Regions from separate parts of the Hordeum vulgare genome. Here region 2 is linked to region 1. Evidence: chromatin contacts called from public Hi-C data. All regions are on one chromosome and are shown on one strand. The core of a region is the stretch at or near the end of the contact, and the rest is flanking DNA. Distances in the headings are between cores, read along the strand shown.

Evidence for each region. A called contact is a pair of places that touch in the nucleus more often than the background predicts.
Region 2: a contact with region 1 is called in a Hi-C map of leaf, with 5 times the contacts expected there. The contact joins the promoter of LOC123439625 here to the promoter of LOC123439624 in region 1. A contact is called at or near these places in 2 of 6 Hi-C or Micro-C datasets (leaf and seedling).

Annotation. Positions count from the first base shown.
Region 1 is chr3H:107,085,653-107,092,508 of MorexV3_pseudomolecules_assembly, reverse strand. LOC123439624 (RING-H2 finger protein ATL74-like) reads right to left here and starts at 3,448. Exons shown (of 1, transcript XM_045116315.1): 1 at 2,309-3,448. The coding sequence starts at 3,139. The coding sequence ends at 2,495.
Region 2 is chr3H:107,342,794-107,349,649 of MorexV3_pseudomolecules_assembly, reverse strand. LOC123439625 (E3 ubiquitin-protein ligase EL5-like) reads right to left here and starts at 2,809. Exons shown (of 1, transcript XM_045116316.1): 1 at 1,735-2,809. The coding sequence starts at 2,593. The coding sequence ends at 1,946.

The sequences.
Region 1 (6,856 bases), core at 2,199-4,698:
CAAACTAAACTTCAATGTATGTATCTCCTGTCACTTTCTTTCCAAAGGTCCACTTCCTGCCTGAATAGCCTAGATCATTGAGTCCACACACATCTAGAGCAACCTTAAATCCATCAATCTCAACTTGGCTCCCTGGCCAAACCTGTCATGCTCAGACAAATTAATACCTTCATTGAAGTTATTCATCTATAGCCATGGGCGATCCAAAACAGTAGCAATGGGCTGTAGGGTATCCCAAGTTTATACATCTCGGGAAACTAAGCTTCCCATAGATACATGTCAGACTCCACGATTCCATGTCCATGCTCCTTCACCAATGCATCAATATGGTATCTCGGGTACCCCCAAATCTCAAGGTTTATTGACTAATTCTAGAAAATTACAATATCTTTGCACCTCCCAAAGCTTGCTACAACATAAAACTTATCAAAACCACACGACGCTAAACTCTTGACCCGCACTTTATTCAATTGAGTTTCAACGAGGAATAACATGACCGGGGCATATTTGTTCACAAGTTCACCGAGTTCTCGAACTATCGTGGGGTTGGCCTGACCAGACAGTTCCAACATAGCAGATCCATCCTCACGGGGCGTTGACGAGCCTAATATGTTTGCTGCCAACCTTGAGAAACCTAGTCACGAGGTCCTTTCAATGGATCACCAAGGCCAAGAAATGGTGTGGAGACTGTCCCTAATTCAGCGCGGGTGGAAACATTGTGAGACAGAGTGGGGCATGAAAAAACAATCAATTTTGGCGGTCATCGACAAGAGAAAGAGAACCCTATCGAGTGGGAACATGTATGGGCTTGGCAATATCTTCAAAAATGTACCACAATTTCTGGAAAGAAGATTTTTTTTTTTGCTCAAAAACAGCAAGATTTTCCATCTCTTGCCGTATAAAGTTGCCTAGAAATGTTTGCTTGCCACCCCTCCCAGCTGACGTTCATGGATTACCATCACTGTTTTTTAAATGTAGTGCGGAGTGCGGACGATGTCATACTCACCGCGGTCCATTTAACTCTAGCAGCGCGATCGCGCACTCTGCCCACCTTGTTGTTTATTGGTATGTACCCCCTCCGTTCCTAAATATAAGACCTTTTAGAGATTTCAATACGGACTACATACAGAGCAAAATGAACGAATCCATACTTTAAAGGATGTCTATATATATCCGTATGTAGTCCGTAGTAAAATCTCTAAAATGTTTTATATTTAGAAACGGAGGGAGTATATTCATTAGATAGCAAGAGTAGTCCAATGTACTGAGTGTGGATTTTTGCTTTCGGGCTCCATGAAGCCCTTTATTTCCAAACATAAAAAAATCAATCTTTTTAGTTTAATAAAATGTGGAAACAAATACACAATTATTTATAGATGTATACTAGATATGTGTGAAATTTCATCACAAAATATGTTTTTATGTGGCATGTACAAAAACAAATCATGTGATTCTATAGTGAATAGTATATATGGCAGAAATACGTGATTTTATCATAAGAAAATATTCCCTCCGTTCCAAAAATTTTGTCTTAGGTTTATCTAGAAATGAATGTATCAAAATACTAAAATGTGACTAGATACGGGATGTGGATTTTTGGCTCCCGGAAGCATCTGCTCCCTAATGAACAGTAAAATCAAAATAAATAATAAATATGTTCCAAAAATTCTGAATTTTTTTATAGATGTTCATATTAGTGTGACAAGTGTGCTTGCCAGATTTCATGCCATATGGGATAGCGGTGCTTCGTTGGTGAAAAAAACAAAATTAAGTGTAACATTTGGAGGTAAAAGTTGTCGACTTGTTCATTTTGCACAGGCCAAAATACTTAAGTTTCTGACCTGTAAATTTGTATCTGCCATTTGAGTGTGACAACCAACACATCTTTTAAAAAAAAAATCAACATTTGTAAAACACATTTTGAACATGCAGGATCATATGCTCCCAAGAGCCAAAATGAATATCCGCTAGATACATTCATATCTAGATAAATCTAAGATAAGAATTTTAAAACGGAGGAAGTAGTAGCTTGCATAGAAAAGTATTTTGTCATGAAACTTCCCAAACAAGTACTACGGAGTAGTAAATATGCATATGTATATGTGTGTTTTTTTCAGGTTTTTTAAACTAAAAAAATTCTAAAGCTTTCAAATAAAATGCTCCATAGAAATCGAGCTGCATTAGGCATTCCCGAATGTACCGTCAAAGAAATAAAAACTTAACCACATATAGCTTTTGAGCTGCAGTTCGTCACCTTGCAAGATGGAGTGGTAGATTATGAGATGGCCAGAGCAAAGAATCCATTCCATTAACAGAAATCACAGTCTCTTATTTATTTATTTTACGGGTAAGGATAATCACAGTCTTAAATACATCCCGAGCCTAACCTATACTGTAGTACTGTATATACATATGTCACACTGTACACTTGTTCCCGGTCCCCCTCGAGGCTGGATTATACAGTATAGCTTAGGTAAAGGGAGATGCCGATTGACTACCTGCCGCCGATGTTTTCGCACACGTCTCTCTGGGTATCACCTTGTACGGTCACTGTCAAGGTTCCTCCTACACCAAGGAACGTCGGTTGCGGCGGCTCCGACGACGACTGCGCAGCCGCCTCCGCCTTGCCCTGGGACTGCTCCGCCTCTGCCCGGCAGAGAGGGCACGACGTCCTGGTGCGCAGCCACGCGTCGACGCACTCTACGTGGAATACGTGCCCGCAGTTGGGCAGCTGCCGCACCGTGTCTCCGTCCACGAGCTCCGACAGGCACACGGCGCAGTCAGCCCCCGCGGCGCTCGTGGACCCGGCCTCCTTCCTGTACACGGTGACTGGGAGCGCGGAGAGCGCGGACGCGTTCAGCCCGTGCCGCCGGCTGCCGATCCTTCCGAAGGAGTTGATGGACCGGAAGATGCCAGCGGCGAGGCCGCCGGTGCCGCGGCCTCCGCCTCGGCCAGACCGGTACACCAGCACGTAGAGCAGGACGCGCATGGTGACGATGGCGACGGTGACCCCGAAGAGGACGAAGACGACGGTGAGCGCGACGCGCCCAGTGAAGCTGTAGTTCAGCTGCCGCTCGTATGGATCCCCGGCGCCTTCCGGCGTGGCCGGCGCGCCAGCCATGGTGGTGCTCTCTGACATGGCACTGATCGACAAGCTTAGTAGGAAAGGCTCGCCTACTAACAAAGAGACAGAACGGAAGAAAGAGATAGAAGAAGGCAGCGGTGTCAGGTTTAGCACCACTGATCAACTGCATGTGTGTTCTCTCACAGCTTAATTAGCTTGGGTAGGACACTGCTCGGGTCAACGAGTGGTGTCAATGTCGTGTACAATAGGATTGCGAGGCTGACATGTGGGGTGACGAGAACTATTGCAAATCACACGCAAATTGCTCACTGGGCGAGAAGAGAACGTGGAGATGTGGATTTCATCAGCGTGGTTTGAATAGGGATACCTGAGCTTTCGGTCTACACAAGACTTCTCTGTCGTGTAATTTTGTAATAGGAAGTCTACAGGCGAAAGGCAAGACGAAACTTCGAGGAATTGAGCAACCAAGGCAAAATCGTTGACTTGCAAACCAGAGAACATAAAATTCTTGAAGACTCGTCGGAGTTGAGAATGGGAATTTCATCAAATAAAACAGAGCCCTAACGGTGCTGCAAAACGACTGCCGGAAGCTCGGAATCGGAACTGTGCATGGAGGTTCTAGGTATGGATGAATCTAAAGTGGTGAAGAATATTTGAAGTTTATTGGAATTGTGTCTAGTATTTTATAGATTAGAGTTGGAATTGCGTCTAGATGGTGTATATACAACAGAAAGAGAACAGTTGAGAAAAATATTATTAGACTACATAAACTGTTAAACTAGGAAAAAGATCAAAGTCAGCCGGCCGATTACGCGTACACTTTCACCACGTACACAGCCGTCAGATACGAGTTTAATTAACCAACGCTCAATCAGTTAAGACCTTCACGACTAGACGCGCGTATCTCTGTCACTTACAGTTTTTCTGTAACATTATCTGTGTTACAGAAGTCCTTCAGTAACAACATTTATGTTGCAAAAAAGTTAAGACAAAAAAGTTCTCTAACATAGAACATCATCTATGTTACAGAAGTCCATTTGTAACAACATCCGTGTTGGCTAAAAGTTAAGACAAAAAAAATTTATAACATCATTTGTGTTATAAAAGTCCTTCCACAATGGAAATCATGTTTCAAAAGAGTTCTGACAAAAAAAACTGTTTAACAAAACCGTTGTTACAAATGTTTCTACAGCACAAGGTCTGTTACAATGGTGAGGACGAGTCGGGGCGCTGGATGGCCTCAGTCAACTGGATGCGGAGGCGACGGATCTTTTGAATAGATCCATCGACCGACACGCAGCTTCATCTATTAAACTATTGCACTTGAGAAAAAGATAATTAAACTCACACAGGGAGGGAAGTAGAGGTGCATAATGTGTTTGACCCGAAATGATGTAATATGCTCAATCACGTTTCAAAGAAAATATGTTCAATCACAACAAGACGCCGGAAAATGGCCGAAGCAGCCCAAACTTACCCTAAGTCGGCCTTTCCCCGACGAAAAAACAGTTCAACATGTGGCTTGCCAATGAATCAAACTGTGTAAATCGTCACCGTGGCTATTTCTTGGGGAGCTCCTATCGGACGCTTCATGGGAGCTCCTATGCAGCGCTGCAGGTGCCCGTGCTGCTAGCATAGGCCGCCTCACTAAAGTGTTGTCCTGTTATTTTTTGATTTTCTAATTTTTTATGAAAAATTATAAAATCAAAAAAGGTTTACATATTTAAAGAAAAAAAATTATCCATATAAAAAAAATCATATCTTTGAAAAAGGTTCATCAATTTTGAAAAAAGTTCAATGAAAATGAAAAAAGTCCACCCCATTTAGGAAAAGTTCATTAATTTTTCTAAAAATTCAACAAATTTGTAAAAATTTCATAAATATTGGAAAAACGTTCATGTATTTTTTGAAAAAGTTAATTGAAATGAAAAAAGTACATAAATCTATAAAAAAATCCATCTATTTTCAAAAAGATGTTCATAAAATTTCAAAAAGTTTATCAATATGCAAAAAAAGTCATCAATATTAAAAAGTCTTCGTTGAAATTTAAATAAAATTCATCCATATTCAAATAAGTTTATAAATGTTTTTAACAAAGACGTCACAAGCACCTAGATATGGCGGCCCGGTATGAACGCCACCGGCGCCAGTTAACCAAAACGCACATTAACTGGCGCCTGTGACGGCAAATAGAAAATGTCGCGCTTCAGGTACTAAAACTCCTCCGTGGCACTTAGCTGGGCCGGGCCATGAAAAACACAGAGCAGTGAATGCAAAAAACAATAAAAAATATAGATCTTTACATGTCTTGAACTCACACACTTGGAGTTCATGTACGAGTACCACTAGCCAATCGAACTATCTGCAGTTTGTGCTTATTAACATCTGCAAAAGTGTAGTAACCATTTTCGTCGCGCTATATTTTAGCACAAAACCATCTATTCATCGCTAAATTGTTTTCAATTATTTGTGGAAAAACGTGAATTTGAAACTTGTTCGTATATTTTGAAAAGAATAATCAATGAATTTGAAAAGGTTCATCAGATTTGAGAAATGTTCATCAAATTTCAAAGAAAATATCGTTTAATTTGAAAAAAAGTTAATTGATTTTGAAAAAGTTCATCAAAATTGAAAAAAAGGATTTTACAAAAAAGTACATTGGATCTGAAAAGACTTCATCAATTTTGAAAAAAAATCATCGAATTTGAAAAAGTTCATCAAATTTTGAAAAAGTTAATGAATTTAAATAAACATTGGATCTGGAAATAGTTCATACAATTTCAAAAAGCTCATCAAATATGAAATTTTTCGTAACACTTGAAAAATGTTCACCGAAATTGAAATACTTAATTGATTTTCAAACAAAGTTCATCTAATTTGAAAAAAGTTCATCAAATTTGAAAAAAAGTCATCAAATTTGGAACAAAGTTCATTGAATTTGAAAAAACATACATCCAATTTTTTAAAAAAATCATCAATTTTGAAGAGAAAAATCATGAATTTGAAACAAAATTATCGAATGAGAAAGAAGTACGAAAAAAGTAAAAGAGACAAAAAAGAAATGAAAAAAATTGAATAAAGGAAAAAAGACAAAGGAAGGAAGTAATAAGAAAAGACAAAAAAAAGATGTTATATGAGTCAATGTGGCTTGATTGTTTTTGCGCTTAGCCTGATGCCGAGATCGCTCCTTCGATCCCCCGCTTGTGCTCCTTTTGTAAGATTTGAAAAAGCAGATGGGCCGATCCGGTGCAGGAGCGTAAGAGGCACCCGTTTATAAAATACATGTTAAGGGGTGCTTATAGCGCCAAATAGAAAATTACTATTTCTTGTCCATACCAACATGTCACACATAGCTCGGTCTTTCCTCCAGCTGCGAGTGAACGGGCCAGCCCAATAGTATAGTGCCTCTGTTTTGATTCTTTTTCTTCTTTGTGCTTTTTATTATGGGCACCCGTGTGCGCCGGTGCGCCGACGCGAACGATTCTGCCGGTCAACCTAGGGCCGTACGATTCCTAAGCTGCAAACGACGGATAGCCATCGGATATGCCTTCGCGCTTCGTTCTTCTTCTCTATCGTCTTGCAGGGCTGCACATCCGAGCAAGAGGACACTGCAGCAAGCGCCATCAACCCCCGCCCCTACACCCCGGGCTCGCCGGAGCATCTCGTCGTCGTTCGCCAAAGCAGCTCGTCGGCTTGGCGGTTGCCCGCTGGTGCCCCGTATTGTTCTCACCGGTCACCGGTCCTCGTCCTCGTCGGTCGCCGCCCTCGCCT
Region 2 (6,856 bases), core at 1,560-4,059, 260 kb before region 1:
TTTTTAGGTTGTTCATCGTTTTCGCTTTGGCGGCGACAATCTCGATGCTGAATAAAGATTCTTCGGATGCCTCCCTGGTGAGGCCATCGGTCCTATGGTTGGGAAAGATTTGGAAACCAGTCTTTTCAAGCAAGGATGTGCTTGGCCGCGGCGACATCCTCGTGTTGGACCGATGTCCTCGGGCTTCGTGATTGTTGATGTTTGCTACAGCGTCAGCGCGGAGCTTGGGAGGTAGTCCTGGAGCGGATGCAGACTGTGGTCTGCATTGACGATATTTGAAAGACAGAACGTGTGTTGGGTTCGTGGTTCGTGGATGGTAGGTATGGTTTCCTTCTTTGGCATCTTAGTCATGGTGAGGTGCCACATGTGGAGTTCGATGGCGTGTCCAGGGTGTTGCCCCGATTTAATTCGTTCAATGACAAGAGCTTTACTTTTGATGAGCCACCTTGGAGGTCCGCAAATCTGCATATCAGTGATGGAGCCACGTCAAGCCTGGATGAGGAGGTGATTTGTCATTCTTTTCTTCGGTGGCTACTTTGGTGGTGTCAGAGGCAGGTCACGGTCGTTGGTGTCAAGCTCAGAAATGTTCTGCTATTTTTTTAGTTTTGTCATGTCGATCTTTACGTAACTTGTACTTTAATCTTTATGATATGAATGCGACATGTATCGTGATGAAAAATAATATGGATGAAGGAAGCACGGTTCTTAGGTCAAAAAGATTAAAGCCACAATTTTATCCCAACCCCCACACTTTCGTAAGGTGATTCCCGGAAGCTCCTATGGATGCTAGTTGCGTCAAATAGAAAGGGGGACACACAACAATTTGCGTTTGGACCAACCCATTGGGACACACTAAAACGACTTGTATTTCCACCATGATGCAAGTATAAAAGAGTTAGCAAATTGTGAACAATTATGAAATGTTTAATAGTTTTGAAAACACAAACCAAATTTGAAATTTCAAACATCTTTTTGTACTTCTTTTTAATTTAGAACATGTTCAAAAAATGTGAAGAATTTGTGGCATTTTCGGTCATTTTTTGGAAAACATGAAAAACGTAAACATGAATATATTTAAACCGTGAACTTTTTATGAAAATATGAACATTTTTCGAATTTGTTAATTGTTCCTTGGAAAAGAAACTTTTTTGTACATTCGGAACAATTTTTTAGAAAAGTTGAACAATTTTTATGCGCAAGTATTTGTTGCATTTGTGAAGATTTCTTTGAAAACAAGATTATTTTCAGAATTTGAACAACTTTTTCAAACACGATTTAAAAAAATCCAAAAAAGTTTTAAAAGCATTAACCTTTTTTTAAAGAGAGCATTTTTCAAAATTTTGAACAAGAATGAGAAATGATAAAGTTCTAAACATTTTCCTAAAACATGTTTTTTGGGGAATTTTGAACATTTTAGAAAAAGATGCATATTTCTAATTTTTTGAACAAAACTTAAAATTGTGAACATTTTTTGAAAATATTGATTTATAAAAGTGGAAACCAAGAAAAACGGAAAATAAACTTGAGAAAGAGAAAATGAAAAGGACATAGGACGAAAGGAGAAAGGAATATAAAAACCTAAAATACAGAAACAGAAAAATAAAACGAGAACGGGTCGGCTCAGTTTTGACCGCCGTGTGCGAAGCTCCGGCTATTTGCGCAACCTGCAATAAATAGGGTTTTACGTGATTCTGTACGTAGACTAGTCAACCCTATACAGATTTTACTCTAAACTTTTCAAGAAGAAAGTTAACAACATATGAGTTTCTTATGCCCTCCTCGAAATACAACAAACAAACAAACAAATGGGTGACCTTGGCATGATCCAACTTATGCATGATCCAACGGACGCCTTAACACGGTCTAACCTACAGTATATGCATATGTCGCAGTACCGTTTGAAATTTCCCTGCAATCTACCAATAGGAAGATCCCGACTGGCCTCCTACCCCGATGTTGACCCACGCACGCCTCTTTGCGTTTCCGGGAAGCCACCTTGCACGGTCACGATCAAGGTCCCTCCTGCACCGAACAACGCGTGCTGCGGCGGCTCCCTCGCAGAAGACGACGACGACTGCGCCGCCACCTCCGCCTTGTCGTTCCCCTTGGGCAGCTCAGCCTCGGCGCGGCAGAGAGGGCACGTCGTCCTGGAACGCAGCCATGCGTCGACGCACTCCACGTGGAACGAGTGCCCGCAGTTGGGCAGACCCCGCAGCTTTTCTCCATCGGCGAGCTCCGACAGGCACACGGCGCAGTCAGCCCCGGCGGTGGCGGCGCCCTCCTTCTGGTACGTGGTGACCGGCAGCGCGGAGAGCGCGGAGGCGTCCAGCCCACGCCGGCCGCTAGTTCCGCCGAACGAGTTGATGGACCGCAGGATGCCGGCGGTGAAGCTGCCGCGGCGACGGCCGCCGCCCGACCGCGCCATGAGCACGTACAGCAAGAATCGGATCAGGGTGAAGAAGATGGTGAGCCCGAAGAGGAGGAAAGCGGCCATAAGTAGGACGCGCCCGTTGAAGCTGTAGGTCTGCTGCCGCGCGTACGGATCCGGGGGGGCATCCGACGTCGGTGCGCCGGGGAGAGTGCTCCCTGACATGGGAGGATAAATCTTTCTAGTCTGTACCACAAAGCAAGAACCTTAAAGGGAAGAAAGGAGAGAGACAATGGCCGGCGTGTTTAGCAGAGTGCAGAACTCATGTCTGCGAGGGATAATATCTGAGAGCTTAACCTCGGCAACACGGTGCTCGGGTCAGGTCAACTGATGGGGTCGTTGTCAAGCACAGCTTATTGGCCACGCGAACGAAAATAGTCACAGCCGATCGATGCGAGGCTGACATATGGATTAACAAGAACATTGGGTACATATTTGTAATGCCTGCCGCGTGAGAATGCGCGTGCGATCTCGTTGGGAGATCAATGTGGATTTTCTTCTCAACTTTGAAGGAATTTTAGCCGCTGAACTTTCCTGAGAACCCCGCTGGAATTGCACAGCAACTACGCCTGTTAGGTCCTTGAGAAATTTCCATTCCACATGGAGACCGGAAGCTGGCATGGAACTTACGTAGTACCAGGGAAAAAATATGGATCGCGATATGTGTCGCACGTGCGGTAGATGGGAGGTATCTGCCGCATGCCCTCTGTAGCATCCACCCAGGTCAGCCCACACGTTCACGTTCGGGCATCTCAACTCGTAGCCCGCACGACCGGTGGCTAGACCGGTCGCCTGCACGACCTGGCTTGCCACCGCGCTTCCTCCATGTTCGGGCTTTCCATCCATCGGCCCACACGTAATAAATCCCCCACACATCTCGCACCATCTCCCACCTTCCGATCCAGCCGGCCGTCTCCCACCTCCCGATCTGCATCCTGCACCTTGGTTGCCATGGCAAGAATGCGAGAGCAAATCTAGCGCCCGTCGGACAAAGAACACGGCAAAAGGTATCCAACCCGTGTGCGATCAGGTCATTTTGCTTTCTCCTCCAAAAACTGACATCGTAAGCGGCTATCACCCGTCTAAGTTTGCCATGGCAACCGGAACCCTAGAGTAGCAATGCACATTTGACGAAAGTAGATCCAGGCGAGAGTAGATTGGTATGTGTAGTAGGAATTTTCGAGGTTGTAGTCAGAGTAAACTCCTAGCAAAATTTGCCATCCAACTTCACTGGTAGTTGTTGCCTTGCTACAGATGTAGTTTCAATAGTTGCGTTTGGGAGGAGCAGTGAAAGTAGTAGCCATGCAGACGAGCATCCAGAGGAGATGAAATGAAAAGCAGTTGCCAACCCACTTTGCTGGCAGTTGTCGTCAGTTTCCATGGTAGTTGCCATGCAGATTGAACAACAACTATGCACATGTATGCATTGTCAAAAAAAAAGGTGGGCCACTGCAAAATGTTGTAGTTGCCATGCAATGTTACACGTCTATGTCAATGATGCAATAATTTTGCCATTTTACTCATGGATTAGGCTACTGCAAACTCATCCATGTCGTGATTAATCGTTGTGCTGGTATTGAAAAACAGGGAGGAGACCAAAATGAATCCTGGAGACGGGACTAATTCTTGGTTTTCAGGGCATCCACAAGCCACCCCTGGGGATGTACTAGAGTATAGCGAACTAATTTCAGCAGGCCTGCTACTACCACTCATGCAGCAAAACGCAAACACAGGTAGGGATGTGTGAAAAAATGTAAACAAGTTCTACTTGGATTGTTTTTTCGAATAGAAGAATGGCAATCCGTCTTACATTTTTATTGGCATGTTTGTAGGTTACGACGGTGTCCCATGGCAAGTGGCTCCACTTCAAGCTATCAGTAATGCGGACAGAGCACTCCAATTCAAAGAAGTGCATTTTGCTACTCAATTTGGAGTCATGAACTCGCAAACTTACAAATTTTCAATACGCGGGAGCATCGACCAACGGTTGGCAACACGAGACATCTGTAGACCTGCCATCAACATGTGTCACAAGTGAGAAAAAAGGGAAAAAATTGTTGGCACGTAATATATTGTGTCGAAAACTGTTAGAGCATGGCAACTATAGTGGGTGTTGCACCCAAATGCAAGTAAAGAATGGCAACTGTAATATTTTGTCATTAAAGAATAAACAAGTTGTGTAGTGAAAGTTCACTCACACTTGTGATCCGTTGCCATGTATGAACATGTGTAGGTGTTATGTATGAGCAGTTGTAGTTGACATGTATTTACAACTGCAGTTGCAATGTATGGGCAACTGCAGTTGCCATGTATGAACAACTGCAGTTGCCAAGTACTGTATGACTGTAGTTGTCATTTGCAATTAAATGCTAAAATCATGTTTTTTGCTCGACTGCACTTGCCAATGGATGCTAAAATTCTAGTTGACAAGGATGCTTAGCTTATATTTGCCATCCTTGTGCAACTGAAATTGCCAAGCCTTGCCAACTACAGTTGCCAATGCATGTGAGCTGCAGTTGCCATGGATGGCCAGCTGCATGGCTGACGAGTTTCATACGTATTGGTGTGAGATGATCGCGTGAAGACCTCCTTCATCACGCCCTTCGGGGCCTACTGCTACACCACCATGATGTTCGGTCTGAAGAATGCTGGTGCGACATTCCAACGCTGCATGCAGCAGTGCCTACTGCCACAGATTGGCAGAAACATCCACGTCTATGTGGATGACATCGTCGTCAAGACCAAGCAACACTTCAGCCTCCGCGACGACTTGCGGGAGACGTTCGCCAACCTGCGCGAATACAAGATCCGGCTCAATCCGGAAAAGTGCGTCTTTGGGGTTCTAGGCGGCAAGCTCTTGGGGTTCTTCATGTACGCTCGTGGAATCGAAGCAAACCCTAAGAAAATCGGCACCATCAAGCGGATGGTGAAGCCGGCTCGAATCCTAGACGTCCAGAAGTTCGCCGGCTGCCTGGCGTCCCTTAGCCGGTTCGTCAGCCGGCTCGGCGAGAAAGCCCTTCCACTCTATCAGCTCATGAAGAAGACAACCAAGTTCAAGTGGAACGACCAGGCGGACGAAGCCTTCTACGACCTCAAGCGGGTCATCTCAAGCCTGCCAATCTTGGCAGCACCGGCTGAAAGGGAACCCATTCTCATATACATTGCAGCGACCACTCGCGTGGTTAGTGTAGTGCTGGTAGTTGAGCGCAAGGAGGAGGGCAAGGTACTGTTAGTGCAATGCCCTATCTACTACCTCAGTGAGGTCTTGTCCGCCTCCAAGCAAAACTACCCCCACTACTAGAAAATGTGTTATGGTGTTTACCTTGCCGCGAAGAAGTTGAAGCAATACTTCCAAGAGCATGCCATCACTGTGGTGAGCGCTGCTCCACTTTCGGAAATCATAGGCAACCATGACGCGACTGGCCGGATCGCCAAGTGGTCCATATCCATGGATGACAACCACATCCGCTACGAGCCTCGCACTGCCATCAAGTCTCAGGTGGTGGCCGACTTCCTTGTCGACTTGGCTGAAACCCAGTTTGGGCCGCCGCCTACAGATTCCACTCATTGGCGGATGCACTTCGACGGCTCAAAGATGCGAACTGTTCTGGGAGCCGATGTTACGTCTCCAACGTATCTATAATTTTTTATGGTTCCTTGCTATTATCTTGTCAACTTTGGATGTTTTGTATGCATGAATATGGTATTTTATATCTTTTTTTGGGACTAACCTATTAACTCAGTGCCAAGTGTCAGTTTCTATTTTTTTCGTGTTTTTGACCTTTTTCAGAGGAGAATATTAAACGGAGTCCAAACGGAGTAAAACCTTTGGAATGAATTTTTCCATAACAGAAGATACGCACGACACTTGAGAACCAAAGCAGGGGATCTCGGGGGAGGTCACAAGCCCCCTAGCCGCGGCCTGGGGGACGCCTAGCAGGCTTGTGGGGCCCCCCGTGGCTCCTCTGCCCTACCTCTTCCGCCTATAAATTCTCTAAAAATCCAAAACCACGAGAGAGAGCCACGAAAATACTTTTCCGCCGCCGCAAGCTTCTGTCTCCGCAAGATCCCATCTGGGGACCGTTCTGGTGTCCTGCCGGAGGAGGGATTCGGACACGGAGGGCTTCTTCATCAACACCATTTCCTCTCCGATGATGCGTGAGTAGTTCACCACAGACCTTTGGGTCCATAGCTAGTAGCTAGATGGCTTCTTCTCTCTCTTGGATCTTCAATACAAAGTTCTCCATGATCGTCATGGAGATCTATCCAATGTAACTTTCTTTTGCGGGGTGTTTGTCGAGATCCGATGAATTGTGGATTTATGATCAGATTATCTATGAATATTATTTGAGTCCCCTATGATCTATTATATGCATGATTTCGTATCCTTGTAATTCTCTTCGAGTTGTGGGTTTCGTTTGGCCAACT